2 separate regions of the Mus musculus genome follow, and region 2 is linked to region 1. Evidence: chromatin contacts called from public promoter capture Hi-C data. All regions are on one chromosome and are shown on one strand. The core of a region is the stretch at or near the end of the contact, and the rest is flanking DNA. Distances in the headings are between cores, read along the strand shown.

Evidence for each region. Promoter capture Hi-C pulls out the DNA fragments that hold promoters and counts their contacts.
Region 2: a contact with region 1 is called in a promoter capture Hi-C map of pre-B cells, with 4 times the contacts expected there. The contact joins the promoter of Parp4 here to the promoter of Mtmr6 in region 1. A contact is called at or near these places in 2 of 39 promoter capture datasets (liver and pre-B cells) and 1 of 484 Hi-C or Micro-C datasets (CD8 T cells).

What each region holds. Positions count from the first base shown.
Region 1 is chr14:60,263,576-60,270,103 of GRCm38.p6, reverse strand. Mtmr6 (myotubularin related protein 6) reads right to left here and starts at 4,899. Exons shown (of 14, transcript NM_144843.4): 1 at 4,743-4,899. The coding sequence starts at 4,766. Gm38641 (a long non-coding RNA gene) reads right to left here. Exons shown (of 3, transcript XR_874661.1): 3 at 6,197-6,433.
Region 2 is chr14:56,572,600-56,578,450 of GRCm38.p6, reverse strand. It overlaps Parp4 (poly (ADP-ribose) polymerase family, member 4), which reads right to left and starts at 2,832. Exons shown (of 35, transcript NM_001145978.2): 1 at 2,721-2,832. It also overlaps a transcript of Cenpj not described here.

The DNA.
Region 1 (6,528 bases), core at 3,650-6,149:
TAAACCACGACATTTACTTTCTGCCTAAAGTGCTGAAGAATGAGTAGTTTGGGAAACACATTCTACCCTTTATTGTAAATCCTTCTCCAAAAACTTTTCTTTGCTACAATCATCAAAAAATAAAAAAAATAAAAAAAATAAATAAAAGCCAGACCAGAGCCCAGCAAGCAGCTCCTTCCCATTTCCCCCAGATATTTTAAGGTACCTGTTTTGGAAGTAACTACAACAATTTTAGGTCACTATTTGTGGCACCATAAAAACAGCCTCAGGATCCTTAGAAAGCAAAGGGTAAATGGGGAAAGGCAAATGGCAAAAGAACGAAAAACAATGGGGCAAGGGGAAAGAAACTGGGAAGTGTGGTCACTCTGTTGATGGCTAACAGGAAAAATTCAAACTTAACTGATTAAGACATTGGATATGAAAAACATAGACCATCATACTCAGAAAATTAGAGTATAGAAGTTCAGACCTGTTCTTCCCTCTCTTCAACCAACTTCTGTGATGAAGAACAGCACTTCCTCCACAGCTACGTCATGCTGTGGGCTGTGGCTTCTGCGCAGAAAGCACAGTCAGCTACTGGGGACACTGCTCCCCGTCGCTAGCCACGGATCTCCTGAGACTTTCAGAGCCTTCTACAGACATCTCTGAGAAGAACTAGCTGTAGAAAAGGCAGAGGACCTTACACTGTGAGGCAGACAGCAAGTGAGGGCAGTGGCTCTTCGATCCTGTGTCCTCAGCTTGGATGACACCTGGCAGCATACATTATTAGTGAAGCAATTATGGACTTTTTAAGAAGGAAAGGAGTATTACTGAGTCATAAATCCAGTGGGGACTTTTCAGTTGCACTTCACCTTGCTCTTCTGCAATGTTGAGCACCCAGCTTCCTATCTCAGCGTGAAGGCAAAGATTTAGAAAGGCAGCTAACCACTCTGTGGGAAACAGGCATGCAAAACGCTCATTCCCATGAAAATCTTTAAAGCCAAAACTGGGGGTAGAAAGACAGGTCACTAGGTAAAAGTATCTGTTGCTTCAGCACCCCAAACAGCATCTCACAATCATTAGTAACTGTAGTTCCAGGGAATCTTGTCCTCTTTTGTCCTCCTTGGGCACCAAGCACACACATGGTGCACAAACATATATGCAGGCAAAACACCCACACATAAAATGAATGAATCTAATAAAAAAATAATAATAATTTAAAAAAAACAATCTTTGAGTTCTCGGGTCTGGGGAGAGAGTTCAGTGAGTAAGAACAAACACAAGGACCTAAGGTTGAACTCCCAGCATCCATGTAGCAAGCCAGCCATAGTTTTATGTGCCTGTGGCCCCATCACTGGGAGAACAAAGACAAGCGATCTAAAGAGTTCAGCCAGCCTGTCTGAAAGGTTGAGCATCTGGTTCAGTGAGAGACCCTGTTTCAAGGCAAATGTGATATAAAAATAGGATGATATAGCTAACAGCTGAATGTTGGCGCGAGAGTTATTTAATCTCTGATAGCAGAGGACAAAGCAAATGATAACTCTAAACAAAATACAAAATACAAAAACAAGATACAAAAACAAGAATATAAAACTATTACTTATGGTAAACCTAGAAAAGGGAAACCCTTTTAGTTAATCTTTTCTAAGTGAATGCCAATTTCACAATTTTATTACAACTGTTCATGCTAGGAAGAGCACACCTCACCTTTGGAGTTAGACATTAGTTTAAATTCTAACAGCCATACATGGCTAACCTGACAGGTCATTCAAACTTACTAATTTCTTCCTCATCTATAAATGGAGATTCTAAAACCACTGGCAGGGTCCATTTTTAGATCACTGATGGTCCTGGTTCCATGTCTGTTGCTGTGATAACACTCTTTGACATAAAGCTAGGGTTCATTTGGCTTAAAATTCCAACCACCATTGTGGGGAAGTCACAGCAGGACCTTGAGAAAACAGGTCACATCTAGACTCAGGAGCAGAGACAGAATATATGCACAAATGCCGCCCCCTTGCTTTCTCTACTTTTATACATTCAGGATCCAGATCACAAAATGCTGCTGCCCACATTAGGATGGGCCTTCCCCACCTCAGCCAATTAAGACAAAAAGAAAAAAAAAACCCTCACAGGCCAATGTCTGTCACTGGGCCCCCTTCCCAAGTGACTCTACCTTGTGTCAAGGTGATTATTAAAAGTAAACATCATGGTGATGAGAGCTAATGAACTAACATATATGTGAAATGTGAACATTGTGAAATTATGACAATGGTACATAACTGTGTTCACTGATATAATTGCCTAACAGAAGGTAATCATTACTTTTCAAAGACAGCTGTTAAACAACATTAAAAGAAACTCACTGAACAGTCATACATTATCATAATCAGTTAAAAATGTTTATTACTTTTACTTGAGGGTGGGGTGGGCATGCACAGGCCAAGAAACCTGTGTGGAGCTGAGAGAGACTCTTTGAGAAGTTGGTTCCCTCCTTCCCCCGCGTGGGTTCTGGAGAACCAGCTCCGATCGTCAGGCTTGGCATCAGGTCCCTTTACCAACACTGAGCCATCCTGAGAGCCCTACAAACAATTCTGATTATACCAATTAAACTACACAGAGTTTAAAACTTTTTTTTTTCTTTTGTTTTTTCATGACAGGGTTTCTCTGTGTAGCCCTGGCTGTCCTGGAACTCACTTTGTAGACCAGGCTGGCCTCGAACTCAGAAATCTGCCTGCCTCTGCCTCCCGAGTTCTGGGATTAAAGGCGTGCGCCACCACGCCTAGCCTAAAACATATTTTTATGCAATTAAATATGTTTGGGAGAAGAGTATACATAATAAAAACAAAAACTTGGTTATGTTCAAAGCAATTCTGTAAGACTACACTTTTTCCAAACCATAATTTAAGGAAACAGTAGAGTCTATATAACAATTATCAGACTACAGTGTGAGGTTCATGATGCTCTTGTGTGGGATGCCAGTGTCAGTCAAGTGTGTACATGCTAGTTCCCAGCAAACCTCGGTTCCACTATAGTCTATATACACCCACTTAAGACTTCTCTAGAGAAACGCCTCCTTGCCACAACAGTGACACAAAATAACAAAGGCAGTCCCTTAAGAAGCAACTTCAGTTGGAAACCAACTGGAAATCTCTTAACCATTAAAAAAAGACATAAAAGGTCAGATCTAAAAGGTGAGCAAAAAGCAGCCTTACCTAACAGCAGCATGGGCCTACCAGGAAGACAGTAAGGTTTAATCAGGAACAACCTTCAAGATCATAAAAATGACAGCTATACACCCCAAAGGCCAGATCGGTTCTTCATAAACTGACGGAGGTCATTTTGTAACTAATGAAGGGAATCATCTAGATTTTCCCACCAGTGCTCACTTAGTGATCAGGGTGTTTTTAGTTCACTGGATTCTGTTTGCTTTCACTGATGTGTGTGTGTGTGTGTGTGTGTGTGTGAGAGAGAGAGAGAGAGAGAGAGAGAGAGAGATTCTCAGCAGCAAACAAGCAATGAGGTTCAGAGTAGAAGGCAGTTTCTGAGCCGACAGCTGTTAGGGCCCTGTGACAGGGACAAGAAGGGCTCCCATGCTCACTCTCATTCTCTTCCCTGCCTTAGCACCCTCTGCTGTACATCGAATCATCCTCCCATTTTCAAATTTTAAATGTCAGCAACTTAAACGTTCCTTCTCTTTAAATAAATAAATAAAATCTGCCAAGCAGTGGTGGTGCACACCTTTAATCCCTGCACTTGGAATCAAAGGAGGATAGCTCTCTGTAAATTCAAGGCCAGCCTAGTCTACAGTGCAAGTTCCAGGACAGCCAGAGCTACACAGAGAAACCTTGTCTCAAAAAAACCAAAATTTTGGAAGAGGAGCACCTCCACATTTCCTACAAATAGTATAGGCAAACTCCAAAATAAATCCTAACAAAAATTCATGTTATGTTATCCATAACATCAAGGACTGTGAAGCGTTTTAAAGAATAATGAAGAAAAAAATGCAGTTTATTCCCAAATGACCTGTAACTTTAAGACCTTTAGGACAGACAGTAAGTGACAGTTAAGGCTCTGGCAAAGCCCAGAGAGGTGTTTTTCCTCATCTTAAAAGGTCATTCACGCCCTTTGATCTCCATTTCTGTTTTGGCCCTTTCTGAGGCTGAAGTTTGGCCATTCTCTGAATTCTTCTCACACAGAAAAATTAAGCACGGACTTGACAAACAAGCTCAGTTATAGGAAAGTTCCATGGACCTTTTACAATATGACACAGCCTTTCTTTCCCCTTCTGCATAACTGCTGTCAAGTTGGCTCCCTACACTTAAGACAATGCCTAAAGTTGGAAGCACAGAAGTATCAACTCTAAGTGTCTGGAGAACTAGAAAAGTGAGTGGCCTCGGATGCGCTAATATTTGCACCGCGGAAAAGAGCGGGCGGGGCACTTAAACCAGAGCAAGACTGGTTCAAGAACAGCACAGCACTGATGGATAACTGGACCCACCAGCCTGGGGGCGAGCCAGGCGGCGATCGGCCGAAATCCCCCAAAGTAAAAAGCAGCCCCAGTCTTGTCCAAAAGAGCAAAGCTCGCTGGGCGGCCACCGTTTGCCGACTCCCCAAGCACCTCCTGCCAAGGCGCCTGCGCTGTCCACACGGCCTCCGCACCCCCAAACTGCCGGCCCTCAACGGAGGCCCCGCACCCCCAAACTGCCCGTCCGCCTCTGCCCAATGGACCCCGGCAGCTGCGAGGATCTCCCGCCGACTACCTTGGTTGTCCGGATGTGCTCCATCCCGGGGCGACGCCCGCAGGCAGCTGGCCTCAGGAGAGCACCATCGGGAGAGAAACGGGGCGGTGACAGCCACCCGCAGGAACTCCCTCAACCCGGCAGCGTCAGCCACCCCCGCCGCCGGTGGCACTGCGCAGGCGTCATCTGAGAGCTCTGTCGCCTAGAAACACTTCCGCAAATCTTAGCTTCAGAGGGGATCCTGACAGCCGGCTGAGTGTCGCCCATAGAGAGCGTATGCTAGCTGGGCCACATGCATGGCCTGTTGTACAGCGCCCTCTCTGATGGAGGACTGGTATTGCCCCGGCCAACCAAGCTAACCCACATGTTCAGCTAGACAAGGATCAGCAAGAGGGACTAGAAGCTTTTTCTAGGTTTAAAGATATTCCTTTTCCTGACCAAAAGGAATTTTCCAGTGAGTGCGAGACTGGATACCTCTAAATTCCAGGTTAAATTACATTTAGAAACTCATGGAGCACTGGGCTCCTGTAATGAACTATTAAATTCTATTATGATTATCAGTATTAAGTTTGAGTACATTTTGTATGGTCTTTGTTACCAAGGGGCAGGATATTACTCTTACAGGCTTATAGATAAGGCTGCACTTTAATTTAAGATGCTACATGAATGTCTTTTTTTAATTTGAAAGATATTGCTCAGGGTTGGAAAGATGGCTTATCTGTTAAGTTCTTTTTGTTTAAGTTTTTTTTTTTTGTTGTTTTTTTTTTTTTTTTTTTTTTTTGTATGTGAGTACACTGTAGCTGTACAGATGGTTGTGAGCCTTTATGTGGTTGTTGGGAATTGAATTTAGGGACCTCTGCTCGCTCTGGCCCAAAGATTTAATTATTGTTATAAATAAGTACACTGCAGTTGTCTTCAGACACATCAGAAGAAGACATCAGATCTCATTATGGATGGTTGTGAGCCACCATGTGGTTGCTGGGATTTGAACTCAAGTCCTTTGGAAGAGTGGTCAGTGCTGTTACACACTAAGCCATTTCAACAGCCCATCTGTTAAATTCTTATTAGAAACTTTTCTGATCTTTGTCTTTTGTAAATAAACAAAAATGGCTGGGATGGGCAGTTTGCCTTCCTAACGGGTAGCTGGTGTGCTCTCTCCTTGCTTCTCTGGCTGCCTCCTGCAAAAGACCTTTCAATTAAACCAACACTTTTAAACTGTTCATGGCAACCCTGGGGACCAGGAGCTGACCAAAACTTGATTAAAAACGCAGCCTATCTCTGGCTTTGCTTCTGGAATAAGCTTTGGGTCTCAAATCTCTACAACTGTACTTTGCTGTGTTCATGACAGTAACTGCCTCAGATCAGATTTCATCTACTATGTGTTATGAATTGTGGTGTCTTTACAGTTTGTACAAACATTGCTACTCTTATAGAAAGAGCAGTTTGATTACAGAAAGCAAAACTTTTCATATTTTCCTATTATTCCTTAGTATATATCAAATTAGTGTATCTTTGAATTGAGCTGTATCAGAAAAACATATCTATCTCTGTTCTACTCATAATTAAGTAGTAAAGATGTATGTGTACAAAAGAATTGTTTGTAAAAATAAATTTACCTTGTATGCTGGGGCATGACTTTAATCCCAGCACTTCAGAGACAGAGGCAAGTTGTTGCCTGTAAATTTCAGAGCATGCTGTTCCACATAGTGAGACTGTAACAAAAACAAACAAGCAAAATATTATCAGCAAATGTTTGATTTGTACACCTATTGTAAGTACCTATATAACCAAAGATAAATAAAAGTTT
Region 2 (5,851 bases), core at 1,583-4,082, 3.7 Mb after region 1:
ACAGACAGACATAGAGATGTAGGTAGATAGATATGGATAGAAAGCACCAAGTTAAGAAATTGGAGATGGAAACGGGATAGTATAATATCTTGAAATAAAATACAGAGCATCTTAGGCAATACTTTAACTTGTATTACAACAAAACAAAACAGTCCCTAGAAAATCTGGAAGAAATGAATACATTCCGAGATCTACTTAACTGACCAGAATTAAATCAAGAAGACATAAACAATGTAAGCAGATGCAATAGGCAGTTAAGTTGAAATAGTAATAAAATGTGCCCACTAAGTCTCACACAGTATGGGATGGTTCACAGCCATATTCTCCCATATTCTCCCATGCTGTTAAGAGGAAGGCGACACCAGCACTTCTCAGAATGCTCTACAAAGTAGAAAGGGAAGGGACACTACCACACTTATCCTACAAAGCCACAGCACAGCAAACCAGAGAGGACACAACAGCCCAAATTCTCCAACAACCACTAAATTTCTAAAGAATATTGTAAATCCATTTCAAGAACACTGTGATAAAGTTAGTTTCATCTCAGGAATGTAAGATTGGCTCAACACATCCACACCTATGAATATAGTACAAGGGCTGAAGAGATGTAATGACAAAAATCACATGACCACATCTGTAGACACATTAAAGGCCTTTGGCAAAGTCCAACATCCTTCATGACAAAGCCCCTGCAGAACTAGAGACAGAAGAAATGCATACCTCAATGTTTTAAGAGCTAAATACGGCAAGCCTGTAGCCAACATCACACTACATGGGGAATTTCCTCTAAAGTTAGAAAGGAGACAAGGGTGGCCATTCTCCACTCTTTTGAATATGGTGCTAGAAGTCTTACTGGACTAGTAAGAGAGAAAATAAGAGAAACAGACATGGGAAAGGGAACGGCCAACTCACCCCTATTTCTGCATGACACGATGCAATCCTCAAAAGATCCTAAAGACCCCACCAGACACTATGTGTTGCTGGGTTTTAGTGAATTTGTTTGGTTTGCTTTACATTTTTTTTAGCCTTGGCTAGCCTAGAACTTGCTATGTAGACCAGGTTGGGCTCGATCTCAGAGTTCTTTCTCACCCGAGTCTTAGGCTTGAAGGTGTGTACCACTACACCTCACCGGCCTGGTATAATGTTGAGATCCAATCTGTACCTGCTGGCCTAGAGCTCACTGTGAAGCTCAGGTCTCAAACTCATGGTGATCCTCCTGTTGTAGCCTCCAGAGTGTTAGGATTACTGGGGTGTGCCCCCATGACTGGCTTCTACCAGAAAATCCTTAGACTTGAAAAACACTTTTAGAAAAGTAGCAGAAAAAAACCAACAAACAAAACATAGGCATCCTTTCACTGAACCAAATACAAACGTGTCAAAAAGACCTGAAGGGAAAAAAGTCATTTCCAATAGCTTTTAAATATCAAACTCGAGCCTGGTGGTGGTGGTGGTGGTGGTGGTGGTGGTGCACGCCTTTGGTTCCAGCACTCAGGAGGCAGAGGCAAGCTGATCTCTGAGCTTGAGGCCAGCCTGGTCTATAGAAAAAGTTCTTGAGCAGCCAGGACTATACAGAGAAGCCCTGTCTCGAAAAAACAAAACAAAACAAAAAACTGCACAGTGGAGAGAGAAGGCTGCCTCGCTAGGGAGTGAACACCCACGTTTCTTCCTTTCAGCGTGTCGTAGGGGAGCCCATCACAAGCCGTCTTCCTATTGGCTGCCCTGAGACAGATCCCAGCTTTGATCCTGTTGTTACTCTTCCTTACCTCATCTCACTGCTTACAGTCAAACATGAAAGTCAGGGCATGAACCCCTGACAGGAACGTGGAAGCCGGTGGTTCTCAATCTTGACCCCTTTGACAGTGGGTTTAAGACTATAGGAAACACAGATATTTTTACTTACTATTCATAACAGTAGCACAATTTAAGGAACTGACTGGATTAAAGGCTGTGATTGGCATGTAAAGTGAGTAGATTAATTAGTGGTCAAGGAAGAACGCAGTTTACTGGCTTGCTTTCTGTTTCTGCTCACCTCATACAATCCAGGACCACCTGCCCAGAAGCGGTGCCTACAGTGGGCTAAGCTCTCTTCCTTCAGTTAGCAATCAAGAAAATGCTCTGCAGACACACCCCAGAGGTCAATTTGACGGAGGCGATTTCTCAATTGAGGTTCATTTTTTTCCAGGTGCGTCAATTTAACAACCAAGAATAGCCATAGCACCGGAAGTACCTTTAGTAGGACAGAGGCATAAATCCAACCTAAGGACAAATCTACGTGGGGCGGATTTCCTGGCCTTCCCCTTTTTCATTAACATAAATTGTAACTGCCATAGGTAAGGCCTAGACAGACTAAGAATTTCTCTATTCCCAGTCTTGGCTAAAACTGCAAATTAACTCACCCCATCTTTTTTACTTATTTTTTGTCTTAATAGGACCCGGAGCTTAGTCAGATTCGGCTAAATTTCAACTCCAGACCTCAATGAGTTATTTTCTTCTACCAAAAGTTTCCTCAACTTTCAGAAAGTAAAGAAATGTTGCGTTCTGTTGCAGTTATTTTCCCAAAACAGCAGTGGGTCTGATGGCGCAGTCAACATTGACCTCCCCTCCCCTGGCACTCCCCTCCTAGGGCCGCTGACCCTGAGCCAGGCCTCAGAAGGTCAAGACCACCAGAGACTACCGGGGACCCTCGGGCTGTCAGACAGCCTCCTGGGGTACCCACGCACCTGCTCGGAGATCCCGCCTGGCCCTTCCTGGTGTCGGATGGTCCCCTCCTCCGTGCTCCGCAGCCAGCGTTCCAGCCTTGGTGCTTCCGCTCCAGGCGCAGCCGGGTTAGGTGGGGCGCGGCGGGGCGGGACCGTGGCTGCGGCTCCTGAACACCGGACCTACGCCCCTTAGAGGGATGTCCTGCGACTGTCCAGCTGGGGAGAAGGCGTGGCCTCAGCTTTCCAGATCAGCCTAGCGTTCAGGACTTTCACTTTCTTTTTCAGAGTGTAAATTGCCAGTAGGAGTAAACCCAAAATTCGAATCTGGGAGACTTGATGGATGGGGACTTTTGACAGAGAAATGATTACGGATTGGGGTTAAATAGGGTGCTGGAATCCCAGGGCAGGTAAGAAACAAATTTCCCAAAGGGGCATCAGAGAGAATTTAGGACTGAAGAGCTAGGTCATTGGTAGAAAGCTTGGCTAACATTTGTGGGCCCCTGGGTTCGATTTTCAGCAGCAACAGTGGAAGAAAATGAGAACTTCTGAGTTTGAAGCGCACAATAGCATCCATCACTAATTGGAGACGCTCAAACGATGGGTCTAGGGCTAGACAGCTCAGCTGGTTATTTGCTTCACATGTGTGGGCCCTGGGCGCTAGAATCAGAAATGTACTGAGTAGGGACTGATTTAGAAATAATTCCATTAATAATTTCAGAATATGATGAATGAAACGAGACTATAAGGTCTAGACTAGAGAATTGAATGTAAAAGGTGAATTTTGGTGACATGATTTATTGGGTGCTGTCCTCAGGTGCCAAATGATCTGGAACTTATTATGTGTACTAGGCTAGGTAGCCAGTGAGCACTAAGGATCTACCAGTCTCTTCCTCCCAGCACTGGGGTTACAAGCACATACCATTATGTGTGGCTTTATATGTATATTATATGGCTTTATATATAGTATATATAATATACTATATTTGTTTGCATGCATACACATATGTGTGCTTATGATTTCTCTTCTTCTTTGACATGACTGGGTATAGGACTCATGTCATCAGGCTTGTAGGGCAAATACTTTACCCACTGAGCCACCTAGCCAGCTTCCAGCTTTTTCCTTTTTAAAATGGTGGGGGGGTGTGTTACACTCCGGTCTTTATGCTTACCAGGCAAGCACTCTAGGGACTGAGCCACCTCCCCCTCCCTAGAAACGTCTTTACTGGACTGAGGATATGCTTCAGCAGGTTAAAGTGCTGTGTGAAGCCCTGGGTTCAGTCCCTAATACTGTATTAAAAACAGGGTTGGTGGTATATGTGTGTAGTCCCTACAGACTGGAGGTACAGACAGGAGGATCAGAAGTCAAAGATCTTTAGTGAGTTCTTAAAAAGCAAAGCAGAAAAGGAGACATTTTTACTGTACTACTAGTTTCTTGTCTTATTGCTCTGATAGAAGCAGCTTTTGGAAGGAGAGGGTGTGCTGGCTTACAGTCCTAGGGTGTACAGTCTTTCATGGCAGGGAAGGTCTGACTGCAGGAGCAGGAGGTGTCTGATCGCATCTTGCCCACAGTCAGAGGGTAATAAGTGAAATGATGAGTATTGTCTGCTTTCCCTTTAATTCCATTCAGGTCCTTAGCCCATGGGATGATGCCACTCATGGTTTTGGCACAGCTTATCAATGGGGGTGGGGGTGGGGTCACACAGTCAACAGTTGAATAATGTGCTGTGTGCTACTTATTTTAATTTTATTCTCCCCCCGCCCCAGGATAGAATTTCTCTGTATCACAGTCCTGGGTGTCTTGGAACTCACTCTGTAAACCAGAGTGGCCTCAACTCACAGAGATCTTTCTGCCTTTTTGAGACAGGGCCTTTCTATATAGTCCAGGCTGCTCTTCAGCTCTAAGTAGCTAGTTCAAGGCTCTTCCTCTGCCCAAGTGATTGGATCATTATACTCTACTTTTAAAATATAGGTATGTAGGTTCCAGGTGATAACTTCCATATTAAATCTTTTTTAAAGATTTATTTATTATTATATGTAAGTACACTGTAGCTGTCTTCAGACACCCCAGAAGAGGGCATCAGATCTCATTACAGATGGTTGTTGCTGGTATTTGAACTCAGGACCTTCAGAAGGGCAGTCAGTGCTCTTAACCGCTGAGCCATCTCTCCAGCCCTTTATTAAAATCTTAATAGCTACTTTAAACTTGAATGTGGAGACATGCTTTGTGGCACATACTTTGGGAAGTGAAGGCAAGAAAACTAGGAGAGAGAGAGAGAGAAAGGGAGAGAGAGAGAGAGAGAGAGAGAGAGAGAGAGAGAGAAAGGATGAGTGTGATAAAATTTGTTTATTCAGACAACAAGCAATGTGGCATAACATACTATACCAAATAAAATGTAGGCAGAAATAGTAGAGAATATTGTGATTATTGTCAAAGACACACATTTTAAGAAAATGATTTTTGGGCATGGTTTCAGGCCAAAAGAAGACCATTTGAACCCTCATTCAGCATCTTAAGTTATTAATTTACTGACTAATCAGCTTAGGGCAGTGGATGGAACTCAGCCTCTGGTACAGCAGGCAAGGTCTTTGCTACCCACTGAGCTCCATTCTCTTGTCAACATTTTAGGTGTGTGATCTTGGTAGTTTTGAACTTTGGCTTTTTCATCTATGATGTAACCTAACAAAACAAAGCAAAACAAAAACTTTTCCCGTCTCCATGTTTGAGGTGTCTGTACAAAATTTTAATTATCTTTAATAATATTGATTTATTTGAACTAATTAGTATAAAGGGCAATTCTTCTTGATGACCTTTTTATATAGAATCTCATGTTAACATACTGGCCTCTAACTTACTCTATATTGGAGGGTGACCTTGAATTTCTGATTCACCTTCCCCACCTGAGAGACTGGTCACCAATTTTGGATTATACAGTGCTGAGGATAGAACATACTAGGCAAGCATTTGATCAACCGGAGAAGAGAAAATGGGATGGCCTAGTGGTTATGGGCATTTGCTGTTCTCTCTCCCAAGATTGGGTTCAGTTTCCAGCTCCTACATGGTAGCTCACAAACATCTGTAGCTCTAGTTCCATGGGATCATGGGATCAGATGGCCCCTATGACCTCTACAGGCACCAGACACACGTCAGGGCA